Linked DNA regions of Mus musculus: regions 1, 3, 4 and 5 are each linked to region 2. A link is a contact called in public promoter capture Hi-C data. All regions are on one chromosome and are shown on one strand. The core of a region is the stretch at or near the end of the contact, and the rest is flanking DNA. Distances in the headings are between cores, read along the strand shown. Region 1 holds the start of Yeats4 (YEATS domain containing 4). Region 2 holds the start of Cand1 (cullin associated and neddylation disassociated 1). Region 3 holds the start of Frs2 (fibroblast growth factor receptor substrate 2). Region 4 holds the start of Cct2 (chaperonin containing Tcp1, subunit 2 (beta)). Region 5 holds the start of Gns (glucosamine (N-acetyl)-6-sulfatase).

Region 1 (2,700 bases), core at 98-2,597, 2.0 Mb before region 2:
CCCAGCTACTAAGGAGGAAACTCAATTTGAGGACTACAGGCCTAACTTTCTCAAGTTATCCTGAACTACAAACTTCCAGATTTAACTTGTGCAAGTAGAGAAGAGTTTTCCCATGAACCTTTTGCTCTGCAATCACTTCCTACCATCCCCAAGCCTTACCTAAAACCCTGGGCAAATGCACAGCTCTACAAAGCCTCTTATACTAACACAGACTTTTACCTGGTATTTCTTTCTATTGCATTTCAGGGCTTTAGGATTTTCGATGATTTCTCATCTTACATATACTGTTAAGGCAGCTATGGATATATAGACACTATGATTAAGGTAATAAAAATAATATGACACCGATGAGGATTTTAAAATTTTTGTAGACTGATGTGATTTCTTTTAAGGAAAAAAAAAAATCCTTTCTGTGATAAGATCTGTAAGTAGAAGCCCCTTTTAGGGGCACGGGGAGAGCATCCTGAACCGGTACCTTAAAAAATAACCAGCAGGGCTGCCTCAGAGGTTAAGAGCACTGACTGCTCTTCCAGAGATACTGAGTTCAATTCCCAGCAGCCACATGGTGGCTCACAACCATCTGTAATGAGATCTGATGCTCTCTTCTGGTGTGCCTGAAGACAGCTACAGTGTACTCATATACATAAAAATAAATTTTAAAATTAAAAAAAAAAGTAACCAGCAGATGTAGGAAGGTGGGAGGGGGTGGCGAGCTGGAGGGATGGCACACAGGGAAGAGACGACTGCAGCTCAGGCTGGACAGCACACCTACATGGTGACACCTGACAACCGACTCCTGCAAGTCGTTCTCTTACCTCCACCCCTATTAATAATACACATATAGATGGGAGGGAACTGAGTGTCACAACGTCCAGTGTTAAGCAACCTTCACTAAACACGAACGAAGCTAAGCGCTCTTTGCTGACTTTATCAGCACGGGGCTTCGGGAACGACAAGACGGACGAGCCTATCCAGGGTCTGCGACTGATGCCCTAGCCACCCCGGCACCTTTGTGTTTGGCGGTGCGGAGGCGGTGACGAGGACTCGGGGCCCAATGAGCGCCGAGCTTCCGCCCCGCGCGCCGCGCCTGCGCACTGACCTTCACTCTCCCGCCGGAGTCAGGTCCAAATTCCGCCATTCTCTTGAACATATTGTCCCCGGGAAGGAGCCGCGGCGGCCAGGGAGAGAGCTCAGGCCGGCGGGGTAGCCGCTCCCCTCACGAGCCGGAGGAGGGCGGGTCGCCTGGGCTCGGGGAGCCGGACAGCCACCTCCTCCACACGCGCCGCGTCGGGGTCGGCCATTCAGCCCCGAGCTGGGAGAGCCGAGCGGAAGGGCGGGGGAGGGCGGCGGCGCATGCGCAACGGGCTCAGGCAGACAGTGCGCACGCGCGAGGCTGCAGCCTTCCCCGGTAAGAGCCTGATGAGCTGTTGCAGCGGATAAAGAGAGATGGGGATAAATTTTAGGCAGAAGTTAAGGGTAGGGAAGCACCAAAATGGTGAACGTTTGTAGCTTTAGGGTTGAGATAACCCCACACACTTCAAGATGATAGACTCTGGAATCAAAGCTTCTGATTGGGCAGGTCAGATAACTGGGCGTGGGCTTGGTAAAGAATATGCTGCCAAGCCTTGTGACCTGAGTTCGATTTCCAAGGCCAACATGATGGCACTACAGAAATGACTCCACTTCCCGCTCTTCATGGCTCAATCTGTTCTGCTGGCCATGTTCAGTCTGACTTTTCCAGATTCGTCGGGAATCTGTTTTCTCCCTATCTACAGTAAAAACCTCCTAAACCATGCCTAAGAGGGTCATGTTCTTATTTTCACTCACCATTCTTCTCTCTCATACCCTTCCCCAGTTGGAACTCTTCTTTCCAACAAGCCCCCCTCCTACTTTCATGCCCTCTTAGTTCGTGACCTATTGGCTTTAATTGGCGTTTCCTGTCCTACTATGGATGTGGGATTCTTTACCGAAGCAAGAGTAATTTATCAGTGGTACCTTACTAAAGAAAATGGCATCTCTTTCCCAAACAGTCATGAATTTTCAATAGTCCCTCTGGGAAGGGTGAGGCCCCTGGACCCCTCCCGCCATCCATGTTGAAATGTTAACATGCAATCGCAGGTCCTATGCAGATAACCGCAGCTGCAGTAAGTTCATGAGTGCAATGGCCACGTTGTGGCCAGAAGGTGTCGTTTTTGATACATGTCTCTCCATTCTCTGGCTCTTTATACCCTGAAATATTCCCCAATCTTGGAAGGAGTGGTACAACTGTCCCGAATAGTGCTAAGCACACCACCATCTCTTATTCCTGGGCGTTTTGGCTAGTTTTGGGTTTCTGCATTAACCACTGCTCATTGCAATAAACTTCTCTGATGAAGGCTGGGCACAGCACTAATCAATGAGAATAATCAGGAGACCGAGAAGCGAATTTAACAGCATGGTCAATCAATTTTTGCTAATTTTTAAAGAAAAGATTTATTTTATGTATGGGAGTACACTGTAGCTGTCTTCAGACACACCAGAAGAGGTCAGCGGATCCCACTACAGATTGGTTATGAACCACCATGTGGTTGCTGGGAATTGAACTCAGGTCCTCTGGAAAAGCAGCTAGTGCTCTTAACCACTAAGCCCCCAATTTTTGCTAATCTTTAATAAAAGTATTTTTTTTCACTGTATTATCTATTGAGAGAGAGAAAGAGAGAG
Region 2 (2,700 bases), core at 86-2,585:
CCCAAGGCATTACAGAGGAAAACTTAGGTATCAAAAAAATAGCCTTTTTTCTTTTGACAGAGGGCTTATTTGTGAAGGATTAGGCGTGGTGTGTGTGTTAACAATCAGTGTAGCATGAAAAAAACAGACGAGGCGACTGTGTGAAAATATAACACCTTCGATATGCACGGGACTAAGAACCAATGGTCCAGGTCTTGCAGAACACAACTCTATGATTAAGCTTCATGGCTCACCAGCCTCTCTTTTCAAGATTGGTTTGCTTGGCAATCCAGCCCTCTGGCCATGACTCTGTATAGGGATGTGAGACCGAAACCCCAAGATCCTGCGTGGCTTTCACTCGGCCGGAGAAAAGTGACAGGGATGCTGGCGGGAAAACCCTGCAGGCCAAGTTTCCCCCCCACCAAGCCGGGCTCCCCTCCCCCTTCTGGCCACCTTCGCCAAAGAGAAGGATCCAAAGAGAAAGTATACAATCCAATCAGCGAAGGCCTCGGAGAAAGTTGATCGTGGCACCCATTTCCCATCCGCGGGAAAAAGCCAGGCGGCGGCTGAGTGGCTGGAGAGCGGCAGCTTGTCCCCCAGCGCCGGGATGGCCTGGCGCCTCGGGAGGGCCGGGGACTAGGCCCGGCCACCCGCCCGCCCGGGAAAAACTCCTTCCCTCCCGCGCAGCCCGTGCCTTCGGGCCCGGGCGCTACCTGGGACGCGTCCCTGGGGGTGGACAAAGGATGCGCCAGGGACGCCGGGACGCGGACCAGCCCCGGGCGGCCAGAGCGGACAACGGCCTAGCGGGGAGATGGGGGAGGGGGTGGCTGGAGACCCGCCGGACCGAGGGGTGGGGCAGGGCCTGTCGCGAGGCCCGGGCGGCGGCCGCCCTCCACCTCTCCCCCACCCCGAGGTGGGGCGAGGGTCGGATTTCAGCCTCACCTGAAGTCCTTGTCGCTGGATGTCATTTTCTCCAGCAAGTTGGAGATGTGGTACGAAGCGCTCGCCATGTTGCCGGCCTCGATCCCGCCTGCTGGCTCAGTGGCTGCTGGGCCCCGCGGCCGGGGCTCCTCCTCTCCTTGGCGGCGGCGCCCGCTTCCAGGGTCGCACCGCGACGCGGACTGGGGAAGGCGCTCCGACGCGACGTCCAGTCCCCGGCCAGACGGGGATGGGGAGGGGAATGGCTGCCCCGGGGGGGAGGTAGGGGAGGCCGAGAGTGAGTGACGGGGACGGCCTAACGACGGCGCTGCTCGCGGGGCGCCGAGCTCATGGGCGGCGGGACGGACGGCTTGGGCCTCGCCGGGAAGCCAGACACTTGCGTTCGGGCCGCCTCGCTCCCACTCCCTCCGCACTCGCTCCCTAGGGCAAGAGGCCAAAGCCCGCCTCCTTCGCTAGGAGGGCGGGGGCGGCCGACGCAGGGCGCTGCGGGGAGGCGGGGTCGGAGGTCACCGGGGCTGCCCGGCGCACTCTGCGCAGTCGCGGTTTACAGGGACGCTCCCGTTGGCCCGGCCGGCTGTCTGTCTTCGCACGGGCCGCCTTTCGGGCGGAATGGCAACGCCTCGAGGGGCTCTTCTCGCGAGACCTTAAAGCGACGGTTAAAGGACGGGCAGTGAGCGTCCAAGGCCGGAGTTCTGCAAACGCTCCTTGCTCCTCCCTGCGACATTAAGAAGGAAGGTCTATGCGTTTGAAAGCGCGTGGGGCTTGTGGGTGATGATGCTAAGAGCTGGCCTGGAGGCCAAGGGGTGCAATGGAAAAATGAGCTCTCTTTCCGAACGGTACGCGTGGCCGAAACTGTCCCCTAACAACCATGCTGTATGGTTGCCACGTGAGAACTACGACTCCCACAATTCAATTGGGGACACACGAAGGACGTGATTGGCTCTTTGAACCTGGAGTTTCTTTATTGGTTCCCGTGGTCGGAGAGAATGCTGGGATTTGCAGGCAGGCAACGCGGGTTATGCTAAATAAAATCTTTCCATCGGCGTGTGCTGTTTCTAAAGTGTCTGTTTCCCTGAAAACATCGCCCACTCCCACCCCCACCCCCGTCCTCATGTTGTTTTGGGCAAGCGCCTTGCAAAATTCAGTGTTTTGGTAGGGGCCTAGTCGAACCTTAGTACTAATCTTTGCTCCGCTAAAAGGCCTCAGGGCCACAGTTTGGACGTAATCCTTTTATTCATCCCGGAGCCACTTTTTTTCTGTTCCATTTAGGTCCTAGTAAGGATTCTCTCCCAATGCCAAACATGGATGGTGCACGCCTCTAATCCCTGATCAGTAGAGGCAAGTGTAGGAGAGCCTTGTGGGTCTCAAGTATAAAAGCTAGCTTGGTCTCTAAATCGAATCCTAGGCCAGTTAGGGGTATCTAGTGCAAACCTGTCGCAAATAGGGGAGGTGGTGGGGAAGTATCATTGCAGATTGTGCTCTGAGCCTACATCTTTCAATAGTCGGCTTCTGTGCACTTAGTTATGAAATCTAAGTTTTCCTATGTGCTCGGATACACCAACACAACCACCAGAGATCAGAGGTGACATGTACAACTGTTTGTTTACTCTCCAAGTTTCCCTAACCGTTCAGTATTTCACAAATAGCCCAAAGAAGAGTTGGAAGGATCAGAGATTTAGGTTTGGTTTGCTTTTCTGAGATAGAGTTTCTCTGGGTAACCCTGGCTGTTTTGGAACTCAATCTGTAGACCAGGCTGATCTCAAACTCAGATCCCCCTGCCTC
Region 3 (2,700 bases), core at 9-2,508, 2.1 Mb before region 2:
TTTCTTCTCTAGGAAAGTCTCAGTTTATTGGAGTTAAACACTTCATATGCTTAAATCAACAAACACCTCTGTCCCGCTGTGGGAACACCCCCACCCCGCGTTCCCACAACTGGACTACACGAAGAACCTCCGAGGAGAAACTGAGGGAAATTATATATATATATATATATATATATATATATATATATATACATATAATATACATACATATGTGTGTGTATATATATGTGTGTGTGTATATGTGTGTGTGTGTGTGTATATACACACATATATACACATATATATAATTAGCTCAAGAAATGACAGTTCCAAGTATGAAAGTAAACAAACTGGGGTGAAAAAAAAGGATACAATTCTCCAGCCTTTTGCAGTCAACTTGTGCAAGGTCCCGACTGAAGTCTTAACAACTGTGACTTCGGATGAGCGCAGGAATTCGGAAGGCTGATTACAGAATAGCATGGTTTTTTTTTTTTTTTTAACGTCAGCAAGAACACGGGGAAACTCCTCTGAATCTACGAATCTCCTCAAATCTTTGTTTTTAAGAAGTAACTCCCAACAGTTTCAGTTTGCAAGGGAGCAAAGACCCTTCGAGGAATGGTACTGCCTCACTGACCGACCCTACGCAGGCATCCAGACCCAGTTAAGTTTCGAGCCGAGTCCAAATCGAACCTCCGGCGACCCCGACGCAAGCCCCGCAAGAGATCGCCAGCATCCACACAGGGAGCGCCCCACCCTCGGACTGACTACACCCCTGGGACACAGGATAATTACTGAGACGGGAAGAGGGGACAGATCCAAGAGGCGACGAAAGTTGGACACTGATGTCCAGTGCAGTCTGGCTGTCCCGGTCCCCAGCGTCCGAGTGCACAGACCCCACAGCGGAGGCACCGAGCCCACTTGCCCGATGCAGAGAGGGGGTCGCAGCGCCGACGGCCGGGCCCCGCTACGGAGTCCCCCCTCTGCGGGCGGCCGCGGCTCCGGGAACCCCGCTCCGGCTGCGCCCCGCCCACTCCGCGGCCCCGCATCGCGCCCCTTCCCGGCCCGCGGGCCGCGCGCGCTCCGCGGCGGCCGACGAACCCCTTCCCCGGATCCCCGACGGCTGAACCTGCAGCGGACAGCCGGGTCCGAGGCTCGCTCGCCCAGCGCAGGCCCCGCTCGGCGTCCCCGGCTACTCACCGTCGGCGCGAAGGCGCTGCGAGGGGCGCGGGGTGGCAGCCGCGGAGCTCCTCACTCTCCCCGCGACCTGACCCCCTGCTCGGAGCCTCGGCGCCTGTGTCTACAAGGCCTCTCTCCAGCCCGAACCCTAGACAAGCACTTCCGGGGGAGCGGGGGAGGGCAGGGGTTTGGCACCGGAACTGCTCCCAGGCTGGAGCTGCCAGCCCTCCCGGGAGGGGCGTGGCCTCTGCTCCGGGCGCCAGCGGACCCGCCCCCGAGCCCCGCCCCCGGGCTCCTTGCTAACCCCTGTGGTCCCGCGGGCCCCGAGCTACCGCTGGCACCCCTTATTTTAACGCCTGTTAGGATCGCTCCCTTCTACTTAATTCTACAGGGGCCCGGAGAATCTAATTTCGCCGAGCCCGGAGCATTCACCGGCTTGCCGACCGGCCGGCGGTGTTATCCTTTCTCGCTTCTGTCCCGCGTGAAAATGCAGTTGACATTTATCGAAGGAAGGCTTACGGCGTGGTAGACAGGGCATTTATTACGCGATTCGGTGGCGTTAACTCATTTAATAACCTTCAAACTCCTGGAAATTGGTGCTTTTATTCTCTGTGTCTTACAGAGAAGGAAATCGGCCAAAGTATCGGACTTTACCACATATGCTGGCTCTTGGTTTTACTTTAATTTGTGGTATGCGTAGAACTCTCATTTGCCCCAAACAAGACTTTTCAAATTATTCAAAGACGGGAGCCAAATTATTTCCCTATATGGGTCATCCTTTGCACTTTAAACAAAGGCTGAGATGATGGGCTATGCAATCTTAGTGCCAGGATCCTGTTTCTTTACATTTCACCCTGGTGTGTGTGTGTGTCGTGTTCATCTCTGGATTGTAGACGTTAAAAATAATATAATGCATAACGCAATAGTAAGCATTTCAAAGTACCCAGGACTGAGTACGTCCGCACAATTCTTATACCTAACCAGTAACTAGCAATAGAGAAGACCTGGGCACTTTTGAAACTTACCAAAGACAGACAGTATGAGAGCCTACAGAGTCAGTGTCAGGCAAAGAAGTGAGACGATCTTAAAAGATTTGCTCTGTCACAAAATCAAGAAACATCAAATATTAAAGGCAGGTTTTCAGTATGAAGCAAAGCCCCACATGGAAGAAAAGGGCTCAAACCTGACAAGCTATTTTGTTTCCAGCAGTCTAAAAAGGCTGAGGCAGGGAGAGTCCGGAGAGTTTCTAGCCAGCCTAAGCTTTACAGTGAGTTTCCAGACAAAGGTGGCCAGGACTATGAAGCAAGACTCTTGTCCAAAAAGAAGGAGAGGAGGAGGAAAAAAGGAAGAGCAAAAAAGAAAAGAGTTTCTTAGCATGCATAGTGTCTGTTAAATACTGCAGGGACAAGTGTTAAGACAATCTGCTTTGAGAAAGGCAGAGTAAAAGAAAACCCCTTATTACAAATTTAAGATGCAAACAATGCCATCACTATTGCTGTATATAAAGTACTGCCTTGTGCTTTATGTAATTGCAGAAGTGTTTGT
Region 4 (2,700 bases), core at 183-2,682, 2.2 Mb before region 2:
AAAATGTGTTGCAAAAATATGTAACATGATAAACTTACCTATAAGTGAACAGAAAAATACCAGCTACAGTGTACTTAGATATAATAATAAATAAATCTAAAAAAGAAAAAGAAAAAAAGAAAAAAGAAAAGAAAAATACCAGCAAGTTTTGTAAATGGTAACACTTGCTGCCACTGGAGAGGGATGTGAGATTGGGGATGGTAACACAGGAGAACGGTTTATAATTTGTAAGTTTTAGATTAAAAAACATAAATAAGAACATTGTTACTATCTACATTTACACCAAAGGCTTTAAACCATTATTAAAATTTTGGCCAGCCACTACTACGCAAGACCGCAGGAAAGCAAAATTAGAAACAAACAAAAGAAACTTCTAAAAATTCCCTATCTTTCTTACCATGCCCTTCGGTCCCAAAGTGCTCTTCACCAAGTCTCCAATGGCGATGGCACCGATAAACGACGACTTAAATTATAAAAGAAAAATCAGAAAAGGCGGTCAGAATTTACCCTCACAAAGCGTTGGATTTTATCATTTAAAAGCAACAGACGGGCTTACCAGGCGAGCTGTCTCGGCCCTCTCTTCATCAGCTCCAGCCTTGAAGATATTAACAGGTGCGAGGGAAAGGGAAGCCTAAGAGAGGAAGCCAACACACGCCGTTTGAATGCCAGTACTCGTTAACACCCGTCCAGGGCCTCTCACTAGATCGGGAAGTAGATTATCTAAAGGAAAATTGGTTTACCATCTAATTTCAGGAATCCGTCCTGGGAGTGGGGTATTTACTTAAATGGGGAGAGGGACGCTCATATGGGCGCCAGGAATAAATCATCACACCGACCCACTGGTCTGAATGGCAAAACTAAAGGCAACATTGGGCCGGTCGAGCACGGACCAACATAGCTACCTAGCTACCCTCCATCTTCCGCAGGCAAGCACGGCCACTCGCCCTTCCAGCCCCGCCCCGAAGAGGGCGGAGCCAGCAGGTCCTGCTAGAAACTTCTTCACTTGGGGTGAGGACCGGGGGTCGCCAAGGTCCCCTAGCCGAGAAACAGCCCTGATCTTACAAAGAGATGCTGACTTAGTGTGCGTTCCCCCTTCCCGTCCCGCGCGGAGAGCTCGGTCACCCGGTCCCACGCAGGCCTCATGCCCGGCCCGAGCCATGTGCGGAGGGGCCAGGAGGCGGCCGCTCGGAGCCTGCGACTCCGGTTAGACAAGAGGACCAGCGGGGCGGCAGGACACAGCGGGGCGGAGCAGGGAGCCTAAGTCCTTGGCCGAAAGCTAGGCTCACCATGGTTCCGACGGATTCCGCGTAGAGGAGAGAACCCCTCACAATCCGCGCCGGGAAGCCAGGCCGGGGAAAGAGAGAAAGGCGGAAGTGACGACACGCTCCGCCGCGGGGGGCGGAGCCGGACGCACGGGTTTCCGCCTCCTGCGTGGCGGGCTGGGCCGGAAGCGTAGCGGCTCGCTGGAGAAGGGGCGGGACCTCAGTTGGTGGCGGAAATCATTGAGCTGTGGGCGGGGCTAGGGGCGGGGCCAGGGGCGGGCTGCTTTAGAATAGAACTAGAGAACAAAGAGACAATGTACCGCGCGGGTTGCCGCGGAAACCAAGTTCCTGCTGACATATATTTTTAAAATATAATCTTTCAAAATTTGTTTTAAGGTCAGACGTACATTTTCAAGTGTTGCACACTAATCATTTCTATTATTTACCCTTCCTGGAGGCAACCATTCCCATTTTCGTGCTTATTTTTTCCTTTGGGAAAGTTATTTATCAATAGATTACTAAATGATTTTTTTATAAAGGAGTCTTCATTTAATCTTTCAGACATGATCTGACTGTGTAGCTCTGGCTTAGCTCGGAACTCACGTTGTGGACCCAGGCTGGCCATTCTGGGATGCTGCTTCTGCCCTACCTCAGCTTCATTTGTTTTCTCGGGGGGGGGGGGGGGCACCCTAATATAACTTACATGACTTCAAAGCAGAGATCAAGTCCTAAATATTCCAGTTTATCAAAAATAGTTTTCTCGGGAGCTGGAGCTATGGCTCAGCGGTTAAGAGCACTGACTGCTCTTCCAGAGGTCCTGAGTTCAATTCCCAGTAACCACATGGTGGCTCACAGCCATCTGTAATGGGATCTGATGCCCTCTTCTGGTGTGTCTGAAGACAGCTACAGTATACTCATATAAATAATAAATAAATAAAACCTTTAAAAAAATTAGTTTTCTCGGGCTGGCGAGATGGCTTAGCAGTTAAGAGCACTGATGGCTCTTCCGAAGGTCCTGAGTTCAAATCCCAGCAACCATAGGTTGGCTCACAACCACCTGTAATGAGATCTGATGCCCTCCTCTGGTGCGTCTGAAGAGTCAGCTACAGTGTACTTATGTATAATAATAAATAAATCTTTGGCTCAGAGCGAGCAGGAACTGAGTGGAGTTGACCAGAGCAAGCTGAGGTCCTAAAAATTCTATTCCCAAGAAGGCTCGCAACCATCTGTACAGCTACAGTGTACTCACATAAATAATCTTTTAAAAAAAGAGAGAAATGGTTAAAACATACATAGTCTAGGGAAAAGCCCCAAAACTAATGCAAAAAAAAAAAAAAAGTTTTCTCGGCGCTAGCGAGATGGCTCAGCGGTTAAGAGCAGTGGCTGCTCTTCCTGGGGTGCAGAGTTCAATTCCCAGAAACTCCATGGAGACTCACAA
Region 5 (2,700 bases), core at 90-2,589, 2.1 Mb after region 2:
TGCTTTATTTTTAGATGTAAAATAAAAAAAAGAAAAATACTTTTCGAAGGTTCTGTGTCCAGTTGTCTGACAGATGTCTCAGTGGTTAAGAGCACATGGTACTCTTGCAGAGGACCCATGTCAACTCCCAGGAACCCTCGTGGTGCCTCACAACCATTTGTAACTCCAGTCCCAAGGGTCAGACGCTCTCGTTGACTTCCCCAGGAACTAGGCAAGCATAGTACACATACATGCATGCAGACAGACACTCATGCACATAAATCTTTTAAAAAGAAATCGCAAAGGTGTGAGTCCAACACACAATCAACTGGCAAATGGCTGTACCTTCTTTTGTTCTGCATAGAACAGTGCTCACTTGGTATATCGTGCATTGACCTCGCAGGAATCCCTAACAGCAACTTAACTTTTTAGCTAACTTAAAATATTTTTTGAGGTTTCATTCAACAAAGGATGTGTTGCTACTGGTCGTGCACTTCTTTTCTTTTTTAAGATTTATTTATTTATTTATTTATTTATTTATTATAAGTACACTGTAGCTGTCCTCAGACACAGCAGAAGAGGGCATCGGATGTCATTACAGATGGTTGTGAGCCACCATGTGGTTGCTGGGATTTGAACTCAGGACCTCTGGAAGAGCAGCAGTTAGTACTCGTAACCACTGAGCCATGCACTTCTAAGTTTCCAAGAAGGCTTGCAAAAACTCACCAAGTAGGACTGGCCAAGATGCCAAGGCACCTGCCGCCAAGCCTGAGGGCCTGAGTTAGATCCCCTGCACTCACTCCACAGAAAGAAAGCACTGACGCCCGCAAGATGCCCTCCGACCTCCACACACGTGCCGCGGAAGGTGCGTGAGCACGCAAAACCCACAAAAATAAATGTAAATTAAAGTGTGATTAAAACTTGAAACGTTGACCAGAGCTCCTAGCGTCGTAAAGACGTTCCTAAATTGTTTGAAAGTACATGCCAGCCGAGGAAAGTGGAATAACAACAGCTGAGCCAAATGAGAACTTCACCTCGACAGGTGAAAAGTCAAAGGACACAGGCAGAGCTGTCCATTAACCCCAGGACTGGCCGGGACTTTAACCAGCAGCTGATCTTGTGTTCACAGCACGTGCGCTGCTTCACTCTGGAGGGAAGATGAGCGGACTGACTCCTGTCTTCATCTCCGGTGCTCTGTCCTTCCTCCTGCAGCATCAGGAGCAGGCCTAACCAGTGGCGAGGCCAGGCTCCGCGCGGTCCTAGCTCTGTCCAGCCCTGCCCAGCGCCCGGGCTCTCCGCCGCTCCCCAGGCCCCGCCCACGGCCGCCCGTCACGTGACGACGCGCCCCGCCCCCTGCCCCGCCTCACGTGATCTCGCCTAGGGAGAGAAAGCCTGACCCCGTCTCCTGCGCTCACCGGCGTCTCTCCGCAGCTCTCGGTTCCCCCGCGGAGCTTGGCCGCCATGCGGCTCCCTTCGGCAGCCGGGCCCCGGCCGGGCCGTCCCCGCCGCCTGCCGGCGCTGCTGCTGCTGCCGCTGCTGGGAGGCTGCCTGGGGCTCGTGGGGGCGGCTCGCAGGCCCAACGTGCTGCTGCTGCTCACCGACGACCAGGACGCGGAGCTCGGCGGCATGGTAACTCGTGTCCACGCCCTCCCCTTGCCCCTTTGCTGGGCCGCTTGGCCGTGGGTGGCTGTGCGCGGTCACTCCGGGCCCTCCGGGAGCTTGGACGAGTCATGGGACCCGGCTTCCTCCCCCGAGCTCACCCACAGGCTCGCACCGTGCGCACGGTGCCTCCAGCCTGGACCTTACTGCTGCAGTGGACACTCGCCGCTCAGGGCAAACCTGTGGAGGCCAGTGATTGATTAGGGAGATCCGAGGCCACGTCAGCCCTCTTCACGGAGGACCTGGGACGTCGGCATCCGTGCTTCTGTGGTGGCTATAAAAGTGGGTTTGTAGGCTGTCGAGCTGTTATTGACAGAGAGTGTTTTTGCTTAAGAAGCATCAAAACCAAAATCAATTGGCCTAATCGAACAGTTGGCTGAGGCATTACTGTCAGGGCTCCAATTTAGGTCTAATGGGTGTTAGTCATGAAGACTGCATTTCCTTCCCAGTCACTTCTGCTCTTTCGAGGTTCCGGAATTTGACCTTTGGGAACATGAACGCCAATCTCCATCCATTGGTGCTCTAGGGATTTGCCCAAAGCACTGAGCGGGAGGAGGCAGATTAGGACCAACCCTCCAATGGTATTCCGTCCTGGGTCAGCATTGCTCTCACTAAAAAGGAAAAAGAAACAAGTCGAGACTCTCTCCCTCTTTCGGTTCTCCTTCTGCTTTCAGCTGATTGCGGTAGCTGTGAAACCTCTAAGCAGGAGGGTCCTACTTTTTCCTGTGTGGTCATTAACCCTGGCTCAATGTCCTTCAAGTTGCTGGTCCCAGCTGATCAGTGAGTTGTGAAATGAGTCTAGTGAGCCAACATTTTGGTTTTCCACGTGTCACATGTGATAATGGTTAGCAGAGCCTGTGTATTTCTGGGCTGGGCAGTAACACTTTGCCTTCCGCGAACTGTCTTTTTCTAGATGGTGTTCTGTTACCAATCCCCTTGGCCCTTCTCTATATCTACATAGATCCCATTCATCGCCTTGTTGCTGTTGTGGTATCCCCTGAGCCATAAGGATGTTGAATCTCTTCTCCCCTCCCACCCTGCTGGAGGGCCTGCTAAGCCAGT

Evidence for each region. Promoter capture Hi-C pulls out the DNA fragments that hold promoters and counts their contacts. Capture Hi-C pulls out chosen DNA fragments and counts their contacts.
Region 1: a promoter capture Hi-C map of pre-B cells shows a contact between it and region 2, with 5 times the contacts expected there. The contact joins the promoter of Yeats4 here to the promoter of Cand1 in region 2. A contact is called at or near these places in 4 of 39 promoter capture datasets (liver, neutrophils and pre-B cells), 3 of 484 Hi-C or Micro-C datasets (CD4 T cells, muscle stem cells and uterus) and 2 of 9 other capture datasets (adipose tissue and liver).
Region 3: a contact with region 2 is called in a promoter capture Hi-C map of pre-B cells, with 8 times the contacts expected there. The contact joins the promoter of Frs2 here to the promoter of Cand1 in region 2. A contact is called at or near these places in 3 of 39 promoter capture datasets (liver and pre-B cells), 1 of 115 datasets of contacts at active chromatin or transcription factors (thymic regulatory T cells) and 1 of 9 other capture datasets (adipose tissue).
Region 4: a contact with region 2 is called in a promoter capture Hi-C map of adipose tissue, with 5 times the contacts expected there. The contact joins the promoter of Cct2 here to the promoter of Cand1 in region 2. A contact is called at or near these places in 3 of 39 promoter capture datasets (cranial neural crest, neutrophils and pre-B cells), 3 of 484 Hi-C or Micro-C datasets (CD4 T cells, CD8 T cells and neutrophils), 2 of 115 datasets of contacts at active chromatin or transcription factors (astrocytes and thymic regulatory T cells) and 2 of 9 other capture datasets (adipose tissue and liver).
Region 5: a contact with region 2 is called in a promoter capture Hi-C map of pre-B cells, with 4 times the contacts expected there. The contact joins the promoter of Gns here to the promoter of Cand1 in region 2. A contact is called at or near these places in 3 of 39 promoter capture datasets (the 3T3-L1 cell line, hippocampal neurons and pre-B cells) and 1 of 115 datasets of contacts at active chromatin or transcription factors (astrocytes).

The regions. Positions count from the first base shown.
Region 1 is chr10:117,223,160-117,225,859 of GRCm38.p6, forward strand. Yeats4 (YEATS domain containing 4) reads right to left here and starts at 1,348. Exons shown (of 7, transcript NM_026570.4): 1 at 1,100-1,348. The coding sequence starts at 1,150. Gm31963 (a long non-coding RNA gene) reads left to right here and starts at 1,327. Exons shown (of 4, transcript XR_872061.2): 1 at 1,327-1,408.
Region 2 is chr10:119,238,720-119,241,419 of GRCm38.p6, forward strand. It overlaps Cand1 (cullin associated and neddylation disassociated 1), which reads right to left and starts at 1,336. Exons shown (of 15, transcript NM_027994.1): 1 at 922-1,336. The coding sequence starts at 989.
Region 3 is chr10:117,147,216-117,149,915 of GRCm38.p6, forward strand. It overlaps Frs2 (fibroblast growth factor receptor substrate 2), which reads right to left and starts at 1,259. Exons shown (of 10, transcript NM_177798.3): 1 at 1,177-1,259.
Region 4 is chr10:117,062,420-117,065,119 of GRCm38.p6, forward strand. Cct2 (chaperonin containing Tcp1, subunit 2 (beta)) reads right to left here and starts at 1,433. Exons shown (of 16, transcript NM_007636.3): 1 at 1,287-1,433; 2 at 557-631; 3 at 398-463. The coding sequence starts at 1,289.
Region 5 is chr10:121,363,751-121,366,450 of GRCm38.p6, forward strand. It overlaps Gns (glucosamine (N-acetyl)-6-sulfatase), which reads left to right and starts at 1,340. Exons shown (of 14, transcript NM_029364.4): 1 at 1,340-1,608. The coding sequence starts at 1,441.